Regions from separate parts of the Acanthopagrus latus genome. Here region 1 is linked to region 2. The links are chromatin contacts, called in public Hi-C maps. All regions are on one chromosome and are shown on one strand. The core of a region is the stretch at or near the end of the contact, and the rest is flanking DNA. Distances in the headings are between cores, read along the strand shown.

What was found. Hi-C and Micro-C count contacts between places; a contact is called where the count stands out from the background.
Region 1: a contact with region 2 is called in a Hi-C map of muscle, with 2.8 times the contacts expected there. The contact joins the promoter of smim13 here to the promoter of edn1 in region 2. A contact is called at or near these places in 2 of 4 Hi-C or Micro-C datasets (both in muscle).

Annotation. Positions count from the first base shown.
Region 1 is chr3:5,999,676-6,006,551 of fAcaLat1.1, reverse strand. smim13 (small integral membrane protein 13) reads left to right here and starts at 3,827. Exons shown (of 3, transcript XM_037092520.1): 1 at 3,827-4,092; 2 at 4,278-4,368; 3 at 5,891-6,876. The coding sequence starts at 4,293. The coding sequence ends at 6,081.
Region 2 is chr3:5,796,428-5,803,511 of fAcaLat1.1, reverse strand. It overlaps edn1 (endothelin-1), which reads left to right and starts at 1,416. Exons shown (of 5, transcript XM_037093475.1): 1 at 1,416-3,811; 2 at 4,048-4,198; 3 at 4,598-4,759; 4 at 4,997-5,101; 5 at 5,717-6,668. The coding sequence starts at 3,751. The coding sequence ends at 5,855. All of the region lies in intron 2 of LOC119017067 (a long non-coding RNA gene), which reads right to left.

The DNA.
Region 1 (6,876 bases), core at 2,578-5,077, 200 kb before region 2:
TGATTCTGTGCCACAGCCATAAAAACCCTTAACCACACTGTTGTGAGGTCATAAAACAGTCGTAATATTTTTTGACAGTGATTTACAATGATTGTCTGAAGTGATGAAGTCCCGCTGATAATACTCATGTGTCTTTCTACAGGGTCACATAACAACGGGTAATAGAAATAGATGAGATTGAATATTTAATGCAGATAGGCTTGAAATGTGACATAAATATCATAAAATAAACCCACTGATAAGTGTTTACATGCAACTCTCATCTCCCTGCTGATGATCATGAAATGTATCTGCAGCTAACAGCTATGAAGTTGTTCCCGCAATAAACTGATACCAAGTCTTTCCATCCACAATAAAACAAAGCAGTTGGTTGTCCCACGTTGGCAGGAACAGGTGACGTTCCTGGAAAGGAAAACAATATGAAAGAAGTGACTCTAAACCACGAGTTTCTAATCTGATTGAGGGTTTTGTTGAACTTATGCAACATCTTGTTGCATCGTAGAGATCTTTATCACTTTTAATTAAAGCTTTCTTTGTTTTTACACCTGTGTGTATGTTTGCTTTGGCCACTTGTTAGCCTCAAAGTTGTAATGACAACACTGACATACCAAAAAATTTGAAAGCAGCTGCTTATTTACACATCCAACAGTTACCAGGCAAAATTATCATTAATTTGGCGTTGTGTTAGAGTCCCCCTGATCAATCTAAGTCCAGTTGTCTCTCACTTTTTGCTCCGTTTTTAGTCTCCTCCACCTCACAGTATTCCCTACAGCCCAGTCCTCTGACCACGCTTCTACGAAAAGTGTCACATTACAAGTTTACAAACTGAAGTCTGGACATCTCCAACTGTGTTTGTGGTGACAAAGAGAGTTTTTTTAATCTACAACATGAGATTTTTTCCAACTCTAACCACATGTTTTTTGTGCCTAAACCTAATAAGATCATGAGAACAGCATTGTCACAAACATGAAGATGCAACATAAAGAGATATAAGGCTTCAGCATTTGTGGTTTGCAGCAACGTACATTTAGTTTTTGCAATTGGGATGCTTAAGCTGCTAAATCAGCACTATTTCTCGTACAAGTTTCAAGTGTAAAATAGGTTTTTAGCACATTTTTCACACACAAAAAAAGCTAAACATTGAGCTCGAACTCTGTATAATGCACCATGAAGCTCAGATCACGCATCACTCTGTCCTTAAAATGCTGACTATAACCGCTTTCAAAATCAAAAACGTGACAGTATTAATCTTTCAGGTGAAAAACCCTCACAACAACCCTCACTACACAGTCCTCGGGGCTGGACTGGCCTACTTTGGCTGGACTCACTGTTCTCTACACGTGTACCTTCTTGAAGCATGACTCACACTCTGTGTGCACCTTAACATAATATGCAAATTCTGAGGTTAGCATACAAGCAAGGGTACACTTGACTGCAAATGCATTCCAGTCAGGACATGCTGTGCCGTTCTTAGATGTCAGCAGTGATGGAGGAAGTACAACAGTATGGAAATACAAGTTGTTGCATTCATAGTTCTTCTTTAAGGGGGGGGGGAAACTGCAGGTGAATAATGTAAAATGTTTAAATTAACAGATATAACCATGAATCTTCCCCAGTTGATTACTTACATTGAGACAGTTATTTTTTCCATTACAAGTTTTCTGAAAATGTGTTTAAATTCATGCATTCTGAATTAAAAATACACCAATTTGCATGAATTTGCCAGAGCAGAAATCTAATCATTGAATAAAGTGAGGTATGAAATTCTCCTTTCATTTTGTTGATTAGAGCAGGCATGTCCAAACTATTCCACAAAGGGCTGTGTGGCTGCCGGTTTTTGATCCAACCAGTCAAGAGCACACAGTTTGACCAATCAACTTTCTGAAGACTGAGACCAGTTGATGAAATGAGTCAGGTCTGATGTGCTGCTGCTTGGTTGAAAAGAAAACCTGCAGCCACGTCGGCCCTTTGTGGAATAGTGTGGACATGCCTGAATTAGAGGTTTTTATTAGTTTTTTTCTGCTGAGGACATTTTGAGTATCTATTTGCAAATGGTAAATGGACCGTGCTTGTAAAGAGCCTTTCCCATCTTTACAACCACTAAGAGCGCTTTACAACACAAGTCACCCATTCACACACACACACACACACACACACACACACACACACACACACAGGTGACAGAGGATACCATGCAAGAACCACCGGCAGCAATTTGGGATTCAGTATCTTGCCCAGGCTTCGACATGTAGACTGCAGGGGCCTGGAAACGAAACAACAACCTTCCAAATATTGGGCGACAGCTCAACCTCCTGAACCACGGCCGCCCCTTAAAGGAACAGTTCACCCAAAGATGAGAATTCCGCCGTTATCTACTCAGCCTCATGTCGATGGACAGTCTGGTGACATTTTTGTATCAGAAACTGCAATATGACCAATCCTGTTCAATCAAATAAACTGTTGAATACAAAATACAACAAAGTATAGAGTAAAGAGATAGTAAGCTGCATTAAAGTTATACTAAAGCACTGCACTTGAGTAAATGTCACACATGACAGGATGACTTGAACCTTTACGGTTTGTGTTAACATCTCGTGCTACATCATGTGATAGAGTCGTGAAATCACTAAAGGTCAGAGGTCGCGTCCTGTGATGCCTCAGCAGTGTGAAAGGCAACATAAAGAAGTCGCGGCCACACATTTGACGCCCACATCCTCTTTTAGAACTTGTTAAATGCTGCTTCTTGTGTAACCTTACACAGTCTGACGCGAAGAAAAAACGTGATCTGACAATTTTGTGGAAAGTCTCCAGTTGCTGTGTGCCGCGCAGTGTCAGAATACTGGAAAACATCAGCTACACCCACAAAACAGAGTTCCCAGCACTTGGAAAAATAAGCAGTTCACCAGATTACAGATGTGTGGTAATGACTCCTCCTGCTGGACTAAATGCAACAGGGCTTTTGAGCGTTCTAGGTTCAGTTCTAGTGAAGAACTGTGTGAAGTTAACTGTAAAACTTTTTAACGATTCCCAACAACATTCAAAGATATTCTTCTATAAAGTTGAACTTAATCATTGTCATTATTTTAACTGCTGTTTCTCCATGTTTGGGGTAAACATTTATTTTTCTGAACATGTGTTTTTCCTTTTATCCGCTTATATTAACACCACTCTAAGAGTTAGAGTACAGTTCAAGATATGGATCAGAGCCTTGAAATTCGATAAAAGGCAGTGGGTCTTCAGCCTTGATTTAAAAGAGGTGATAGTTGGAGCAGACCTGCGGTTTTCTGGGGGTTTATTCCAGATATGTAGCGCAAACGCTGTTTCTCCATGCTTAGTTCTGTCTATAGGGAGTTAAAGCAGACCTGCACCTGACGACCTGAGTGGACTGGATGGTAGCAGAATCATTCAGTGCTTTACAAAACAGCAGCAGGATTTTGAAATCTCTTCTGGAGTGACGTGATCGACTTTTTTTTGGTCCTTATTAGGACTCAAGAAGCAGCAGTCTCATGGATTTTTTTTATAGAGTCCTTTATAGGTATCATTACAGTATTGTAGTCAATTGAAGTTAAATGCTGAAACATGTCAAAAATAAAATAAAATAAATAACTTGGGCAAAGTATGGCCAGTTTGTTTATTCATAAAGACAGAAATCATCATACTCAAAGAAAAATGAAAAAACATGAGCAAAATATCACGATAAGTTTTAAAAATTTAGTGTATCTCTATGTCTCTGGAAAGCTTTTTATAGAAATTACAGAAGAAATACAAAAATGAGAACGATGATGCCGAAAAACTTCATTACCCAGAAGTCAAACGGACCTTGCGCATGCGCGGTATGAGTCTCATGACGTTGATTTTGTTGTCTTAACCCAGTTACTGTAGTGAGCTACAGCAGCTCTGCCTCGCCTGTGACAGCTCGCCGATACATGCTGCAGTTATGTAGCGGACAGAAGACGGACTTTACCCCGCTGTGACCGGCCAACGTCAGCTAATGTCACGGTCCTCTGTCGGCGTGTGAAACGACCGCGTCTGTCAGCCAGCCAGCTAGCTAACTAATTAGCTAGCTAGCCGCACGCTAGCAGACAAGCTGGTGTGAGTTTGCAATGTGCTGCTGTTTGTTTTCCTCTCTGTCGTCTCGGCCGGCTATATAACGCAGCTGCCAGGCGGCTAACCCAGCTAGCTACCTGTTGTGTGGGGAGGGAAGCAGAAAAAAAAAAACGACAAAAAACTACACCACATCTTTTTTCCCCCCCCACATATGCTGTTGGTGCTATCAGGTGTCCGGCTAAAAGATGTGGCAGAGTGTCGGACTCACACTGCTGGTCATTGTGGCCACACTGGTCTGTGCGCTGCTCTTCATGCTGTTTGGTGAGTTTACAGGGAATAACCTTCATACACTTACATAACTCAGTGACCGATTAAGTCTTTGTGTGGCTGCTGTAGCTGTTATCATCGGATTGTGAATCAACAAGGCCGATGTCACTTTATTAAACTGCTAGCTAACAAAGATGCTGTTATGTTTACTTGCTTAAAACTCAGCGCTCCTGTGGGAGTAGCTCAGCAGTTCAGCCTAAAAATGTCCAGCTATTCCTTTTCATAAAGTTGCTTTGTAAGGCGGGTCAGAGTGTACTGAATGTCTCTGACCGGCAAGTTTCGATTACAGTGAGCAGTTTCTATATTTACCAGTCACAGAGGAGGAGTCTGGCAGATGTCCGAACACAAACATGGCTGCTCCTTATCTGATCCTCAGATCTGCAGGTGTTGTTCAGTCCAGACACCCTCCTCCTCTGACCACACACTGGGAGTCTAACCTGGGCACACCTGAGCCAGAGAAGCAGGTGTATGTAATGTCAGAGCAGGACTGGAACAGTCAGTGCCGATGAAATGTTATCTAGATGGATTGATTAATCACTTGGTCTATACAGTGTCAGAAAGTAGTGATAATACATGTTGTTGTACTCATCATATACTGTTTATATACTGTTTTTCCTAGTGTAGTTTCTAATCTATATATTTTTTACTTTTTATTATATTTGCTCCTGATGTCAGCTTTTACTCTTTCACGGTTTTAAAGCGATTGTCCTTCTGGATCAATAGAGTTCTTCCTAAGCTTATATTATCTTATCAAAGTCAGAAGGGATGTATTTAAATAGCTTGTTCTGTCTTTCCAAACACATAAGATATTCAGTTTTAAATGGAATTTGCATAAATTTAAAGGGGCACTATGTAGTTTCACTGAAGAAATTCAAACTCAAAATATTTATTGGATAATAATACAAAAAATATTTCTTTTTTTTCCATAAGTGGATAAACAAGCTGTTCTGAGAGGAAAATAAGTTCTCCAGAACTCTGTTTGAAGCTAGAAAAGGTGGCAGGGTCCGCCACATATAAACAAAGTTAAACAGTATGAAATTATGTCGTCCTTTAAGGTCAGTTTGTTTATTATGTTTATTCAGTCAAGAAAATGAAGACTCTTGAAAATGAAGATCTTTTGTCTTCTGATAAAAAAAAATATGTTTGATCTGATCAGTAGTCGCTTGAATTTTGATACAAAGAATTTCGTTTTTACTGCAAATCATTATTGGCCCTAAATATCCGTTATCAGTCTCCCTAATTTCTAATAAATTTTATTGGCCCTAACCCCTAATTTAAATACTCAAATGTTGTTTCACATCATACAGATTGTGTAAGGTTCTGTCAGTTCTGTCTACCATCCATGTTTGGATTGGGTTGAAAGGGTTTTTTATTGTGTAGTGGCTAGAAAATATTTTATCAGTCAGACAAGTGTTGGCATTAAGTTGTTAACTGACCCTCATACTTACCTTAATGTAATCAGACTGATGATTTATCATTCCTGTAAACATCTACTTTCTCTTCTTTCCTCCCTCAGGTTGGTATGTAGTGTGGCAGCTCTTCCTGTCCAAATTCAAGTTCCTGCGTGAACTCGTCGGGGACGCCAGCACCCCGCAGGCCGAAACGCAGCCGTCCGAAACGAAGAGCGAGCGCACAGCTAGCGCCCCGACGCGAAATCGGCCCAGGACGGCACGCCAAAGAGTCGCCTCTCCGGAGAGCACTTCATAGAAAATCACCCAGACAGCCACTGTGCACCCAACGCTCTGCTCACAGTGACCGCTCATCAGAAATGTTTCCCACTGACCTTCTTCTCTACACTACACAAGGACGCTCAGTCAGCCCTCCTCTTCATCAGGACACTTTAAACTGACCAGGCAGATCTCCTGGTTTCAAAGGGAAAAGCCATTTATGTACATTGATGTCCATTTCTGTATGTCATCTGTTCATATGTTTTAATTATGTACAGTCATGTGTACTGAGTCTGAGGCTGCTTCCTGCCACCTGCTGTGGAGTGCGACGCTGCTCCATCACACACACACACACACACACACAGATGTTTTAATCCTCTCACACGTGTTACAGTCTTGTGTTTTTAACTGAAGTGAGTCCCGCGTTGAACTGAGGTGGAGGATAAATGTTAAAAATGACCTCGTCGACATCATTTCAAGATAAAAACTGAAAAACAGACGACTTGTACAGCTGACTTGTATGTTCCTTAAAAAAGTGCAATGAAAGGATCGTTCACGCTGTCATGTTGATGTTTCCTGCACAGTATACTCTTTGTATTACAGACGACCATCCAGTAGAAGAAGAAAATGCCCCCAGAGCCTCCCGGGCAGATAACGAATGACACGGCTTCATTCCAGTTGTGTAAAAAAACAAACAAAATATCAATGTGACCTTTTTCTTCTTGCAACTTCTCCTTCACCCTTTTGTTTTTTTTAACTATAGATTTATACTTGAAGAGTGAGGAGAAGGTGTCGAGGACTGTTGGTGTTCAGAAGCAGCTCCGTGTGTTATTAG
Region 2 (7,084 bases), core at 167-2,666:
ACTAATCCAACTATTTATATATATATATATATATATATATATATATATATATATATATATATATATATATATATATATATATATATATATATATATATAATAGTTGGATAGTTGGTGTCATTCAATGACACCAAATTAAAACTAATTTTGGAGTGAAATCCTGGATTTTTAAAATTCATGTATATATTATATATTTTTGAAATTCATGAAATTTATATATATATATATATATATATATATATATATATATATATATATATATATATATATATATATACATGAATTTTATTGGCATTGATGAAATACTTATATCTATGTTTTTTCTAGCCAATAAATGGAGTCAATAATATGAAGCCAGATTGCTTAACTTATATCTTACTGACTTAACAAATGCACCATCTGTGCAATTCGATACCGCAGGTGGACATTTTTTCAAGAAAATACTTTTAGGACAACAAATCTTATTTAAGCTATGGAATATAAAATTCTCCATCTTTGCACACTACATCTCAGCCTTTCTTACCTTCAGGTGTGCCTAAACTACATGCCCAGAGCTTCTTTAAAACACAAACATGCATATTACTGTTTATCTTATCTGTATCAGCTGAAAAAAATCCATATTGTGCGTCTTTAACTGAAACGGTGAACTTATTGGGAATCCCAGATGTCTTTTTCTGTAATACAATCTCTAAAAAACAAGACTTCAGCGCATATCAAGCAACAAATATGCAGATATAAATATATCTGTGGTAGGCCAATGTCAGCCCATATTGTCAGCCAACTGATAAATTGGTTGGGCTCTTACATAAATACCAGGTTGTGTAATTTTCTCAACACATTTCAGCAGTACTGTTCTGCTTGACAATGTTTCTATGAAGCTCAACAGAGGGAGGAATTTCAATATCGCTGGTTTGTTTGATACGACGGCAGAATAATGTAACCAGTAAGGGTGATCTTTTGTGCAGAATACATCAGTGAGATTGATTCCTCAGGAGACAGCCTCGGGATCCTCTAATTATCACAATAATACCTCTGAACCTCTGAATTAAAAACCTCTAGTTGCCGATCAAAAAAGTGGTACTTTATTAATATGACTTTATACTTATTATGACTATATTTGGTTTATTTTACACCTACTGTACAGGAGGAGTCAGGGTAATGAGCTCCCAGAGGACCGTGACCAAACATAGCAATCTAGCCTCAATGAGGGAGACTTCTCTCTCATCTCAAGAGGCTTTACAGTGATAACCTCCTTCTTCCACCCCATTCAGAAGGTGACTCATCCATCTACAGAACAGACTCCATCGCAGTACCCCCTCCTCTACCCCAGAGCTGAATGAAATCTGTACGGGGAAGCTATAGTAAAGCAAACAGAGACACCTAGAGGTCATTATCTGCAAGTGCTATGAAAACAAAAAGCAGGATGATGAAGTGAAGCATCTGATCAGCAAAAGAAATCTCTATCAACGTCCCTAAACTAAAGTATCCACATTTTAACCTAAACTTTATAAAGCTGCATCTGATGCTACTTGATTTTGTCTGATTCTGTCATGAGCACAAGCTGTTCCCCTGACCAGTGGAAAGTCACAGCACCAGCCTGTGATTGAAGGCCTCAGAGGTGCAGTATGTCAGGAAACTTTACCGAAGACATTTCCACTCGGAGCATGCGTGAACACATAAGCAAGGTCAGTTTTCCACTGCTGATGTGATTTAGGGAAATGAAGCACTCCTCGGTTTCCACAGTTTATTACAACTAGTGGAAGGAAAGCATGAGATCAATAGCCACTTTGGAGCTTGTTTGTACTTTCATTTATAAATTAATAACATGCAGCATTTGTGGAGCAAAGGGGCAAACAGGACGTTATAATTACTGCAAAGGGATGATGTGAGACAACATTATAGGATGACAGATTATCTCAAATACTCTAAATGTTGATTTATATGTAAACATCTGTATAGTACGCCACGTTGCTTATATTATACTTACATTATACTTATAATTACCAGTTGAACTGTTTAACATCCAGCAGGAATCATGCTCAAAAAATGAATATAGATTATAATGCCTGTGCTGGTTATGTAATGTTGGATGTAGTGTCCACTATAACCCTATAATACTGTATTCTGAGGGACAGAGAAGTGAATGAGGAGTATTAAACTCTGAGTTTTATTCCAACTCACTGCTCCAGTCCAGACCATGCAAAGGGCAAACTCTCCTCCTACCTGGCAGCCTCATTGTCTGTATACAAAGCAGGCTGGCTCTCAAAGTTCAAACTTCACTATGTGACAACATTGCTGCTAACTAAAAATACTTTCATTGCTAATTAAGTTGGATATTTCTTTTGTTTTTTTTAGCATACATTTTATTCAATTCTTTTTAGTAATTACCACACTTCAGTTTTGCAAAAGTGGTATATTGTGAATTGAAGAGGAAAGAAGAAAGGGAATAAAAGATGTTGTACTTCATGTGATGATAACTGCGTAAATACACACGTGTGGTTGATAAAACAATGATATATTTGTCAAAATACTTTGTTTATCATCCGTCTATGTTTAAACTTATATTGTAATTGCAGATGAACCAGAGGTTGTATGTAAACTGGGAGCATTTCTCAGAAATCTTTTGATTCGCTTTAAATAACCTGCTTCGAACTTGGGAGTCTATTATGCTCTTGTTTTATGTTTGTACTCCACACCACAATGTAGTGGTCAAGAGAAAAGAAAAAAACAGAATCAGAGTCAATATAAGCATGTTGAAGAACAGTAATCAAAAATAACAGATGTACCGGATGCAACAGAACAACACCTTGTGATGTTATTTATTGTTGACTACCATCTTTCTACCAAGAAAAGTGATATCTTGTTATATTAGTCTTTTAATAAACATCCAAAGTTTAATGCCCTCAATATTTTGTCAATTGGTTCCTCTGGTATTGAAAATTACACTGAATATTGTTGTATCAAAGTTAGAAACTTGTGTATCCTGACAACACTAGTGCTTTGTTTAAGTTATGACTCTACTCTCACTGTGTTTCTTAATGGCTTTTAATAATGTTAATTCGTACCTTCTCCTTCATGATGTCCTTTATGATTTAAAACAAGGAATTTTCTTTCTCCTGTTCTCTGTTCTTGGTATATTTCTTTTTTTTTTCTACATTCTTACATTTTTAATGTTATTTGAGTCAATTTCTGCAAAAAAATATGTTTTACTTCTACCTAAGTAACACTTAACACCTATACTCTCACCATTATAACATACTTCTTTATGTAATGTTCACCACTACAGCATTTGCCTGCCACCTGCCGTCTCATTACTGCCACTGCAGCTCAGCCACAGAGTCCGACTGAAGTGTGGTACAGGTCGCATTCAATCACCCGGCGTCTCCCCCATCATCCACTCACTCACAGCCAAGGCATCTCAAAGTCTTCCACTCCGCCTGCACGGCTGCTTATCAGCTAACAAACATCATCGTCTGGGTACGAGCCAAAGGACAACAGAGAGCGGAGCAGCAGCAGCAGGAGGAGGCGGAGGGGAGGTGGGACGCTCCTGTATAAAGTCAAAGGGCTGAACATGTGGGGCCACACTGACAGAGACTCTGCACCGCTCCTGCGTCAATCTCTGAGGACGACCAGCGAGACACTGTACCGAAGAGAGAATCACTGGATCTTTAATTTTACACTTCTGGAGGATTATTGTTACTTTTGCCGAGCGATATTATTTTTTTTTTTTGTCTAAGACGAACCTGAAAAATGGATTTACACGTTTTGATTTCCGTCTTATCAGTGATGTACTCCTGGATTTTGTGTGCAGGTAACTTTTTCCGAACGCTTCTATTTATCTATTCTACCTGTGTATTAGCATGAATTAACTTTTACTTTGTTATAAATTAGTTGAATTACTAATTAAAGTTGGAATACTATCTGCAAAGCTGCAGAGCACAATCTTGCTGCAACTGCGCAGATAACACTTTAGCTTCATGCACATTCCTGACATTTAATGTTTTATGTTTTATATGCAGTGTTTTAATAATGAGTATTTAATTGCAGTACTTGCAGCGCCTTCTGGAGAGACAACCACCGCCTCCACCACCACCCAGGGGCGCCATGTGCGGACCAAACGCTGCTCCTGCGCCACTTTCCTGGACAAGGAGTGCGTCTACTTCTGCCACCTGGACATCATATGGGTCAACACACCTGAGTAAGTCACCGTTATGTAAATGTTTAAACAGCAGTGAAAAGTAATACCTTTCTTTAAGTTGGCAACAAACTTAAAGTGTCGGCAGAAAACAAGCATTCGGCTAATTACTCACTCAAATATTGGATAGACGTTGAAATACAAGACGTATTAGTCGGATGATTAGCTAACAGTAACGTTAAGCTAACATTCCGAGTACGCCGTCGACTTTTTTTTTTTTTTTAAATTACTTCCCGCGAGTTTACCTAACAATAAACTAGAGTTTTTCATACCTTGTTAGCGCTGGGTAACATTCCCTTGTACATTTATAAGTTAAACGAGCTGACTTTTAGCGTGAGAAAGACGTTTCCCCCCCGACCGTTAAGTTCAGTTTGTTTGATTCGAATTGTGTTAACTTTCCAGGCGCGTGGTCTCCTACGGACTGGGCAACGCTCCCAGGACGAAGCGCGCGGTCGTGGGCTCCATGGCAACCAGCAGCAGCAGCAGCAGTGGACCCCGGTGTCAGTGTTCCCACGAAGAAGACAACACATGCAGGAACTTCTGCCGGATGGGAAAACGCCTCAGGTGTGTAATTTGCACTTTTATCCCACTTTCGACAAGTCTCATGAGCACGCGATAACAACAGCAACCCAAACACGGATCATAGTTTTTTTTTGTCGGTGATACTCGGAATGGCCTCGGTCTGTCATTTGTGTGTGTGTGTGTGTGTGCATGTGAGGACAAGTTCCGTCTGGTAAATGCCTCGAAACTGCCTGATGAATAATGTTAATGGGATCCCGCTCTCATCGTGCGCTGTTTCAGGTATGAGACGCTGCCAGACACGGTGATCCGCTCCGCCCAGGGCGATGGTTGTGCCGAGGCGCAGTGCAAACACAAGCTGGCAGCCGACACGGGCAGGATTAAAAGGTAAGACGACCTGCTCACACTGAATGAGGCTGAAGAGCTCGGAGCGTATTTGCAAAAAAAAAAATAAATAAATAAATAAATGGACGTGGTAATTATAACCTCACTGGCACTGAGGTCTTTTGTAGGGCAACATGTTAATGTCTGCCTGTGTCAAACCACTCTGAGCCTGAGATGAAAACAGTCAGCATGTGTTTCAGAGGCAGGAAGATTAGTCCCTAAAGCATTAGACTCCCTACACATTTTGATGGCAGAGCAGCGTTATGCATCCCATAAAACCTCTGTGATTGTGTGGAATGTACCTGAAGTGAGCTGCATCACTTTCCCTCACCTTTCTGAGAGAGTAAATGAGCTCCTGTGCTGCAGCAGCAGTCATGTACCATCATGTTTAAGACTCCCAAATTTGCAGCGCCATTTGTCTGACACATTAATAATTGGAAACATAACATTCAGTCTCCTCAAACCACTCCAGAGTGTGTTCTGCTTGACACACTGCCTACTTAGTGGTTTGAATGTTTGACTGACACCTCAAGTCCACCCAGGTGTAGGTTTACCTTTTACATAACCCTGAGAGATCGATGGTTCAGATGTCTAATCGTTCTCTGTCTTTGTGTTCAGGATGAAGAGTGGCAACACGAAACGGGTGTCGCCTCTAGCGATCAGGGCCACCCTGAAGACCAGCCTGCTTCTGAAGAAATGGAGGGCGAGACAGCGCCACAGGGCGAGGGCATGGGAGGGCGAGAGCGTGGCCTCCTAAAGACGACAGATAACCTCCGCGCCTTGTCATACAGAGGAGGAAAGGGTTTCATAAGCCCTTTCTCTACAGCCAATGGAAGAGAAAGGAGAGCCCAGATATGGCCGGGAAACTTCCTCCGTGTTGGCTTCGAGAGCATTCACGACTCGACTCGGTTGCACTTCATCAGTCAGATGAACGAGGGCAGAGACAGTAGACACGGAGTTCAGGTGAAAGTAGATAAGCTGAGCGGAGTCGGACTCGGCTGATTGATCCTGTCGGTGTCAGGGTCAGACTCACTCACCGCTCCTCATATGGACTAAAAAAGAAAAAAACACAACAGAGCATTTCAAACACTTGACTTTACTGGAAGGATTCCACATACAGTAAATCCTTCCACTGCCGTATACGGATGAGGGCAGTCCTACTCATTATATTTAAAGATGCCATTACTTTTCCTCACACAAAGTTGCAGAACCAGACTGTTACGTCTACATAGAAGGGATCATGTGCCTCGTCACTGCTTCACACAAGGCAATTTTTCACCGACTGAAACTATTTACTGCATTTTATGTAACAGGTTGTCCCCTGTCAGGACACAGGTCATTGTAGCTGTGCAGTACAGTAGCTGCTGGGAGTTCTTTCATTTATCATAATTTAATTGTCCACTAAATATGCTATGTATGTATGTTGATGCCACTATTTATTTATTCTTTTTGTATGTTGTAATTTGATGGCCATATTGGCCCGTCACGTTTGGTTTTGTCATTTCTGTGAAATGTTTTGTCACCAAGGTGCCAAGTTTTGGCCAATCTTAAATAAATTTGTACACACTTATTTAAAAAGTCAGCGCCTTTATCCTGCTGTGTTGTATGTGCACGGAATTGTGACATGAGAAAAACAATTTTTCGGCCAAAGTTGGAGGAATAACTCACAGGACAAAACTTTCAGTGAACGTTGAGCTCTATAAATCACATTTAACAGAAGTTAGCATGCTAATCTGAAGTCCTCCTGATTGTCCAAAGCTCCTTAGTTCCCTGTCAGAACAACACCAACTTTCTCCTGGTGTTCCAAGCTCTCAGTCCATTTTGCTAGCTGCATTGCTAAATGTGCTAACTAACTAACAGCAGCCTCAGATAGCAGCAGTTAGCGGTTACTCTTGTCTTTTACTTGGAGTATGATTTTTTTCTGTCAGGGGCACAATTCTAAGATATGATACCTTTAAAGGCTAAGTTTTAGCTAAAAACATTTAA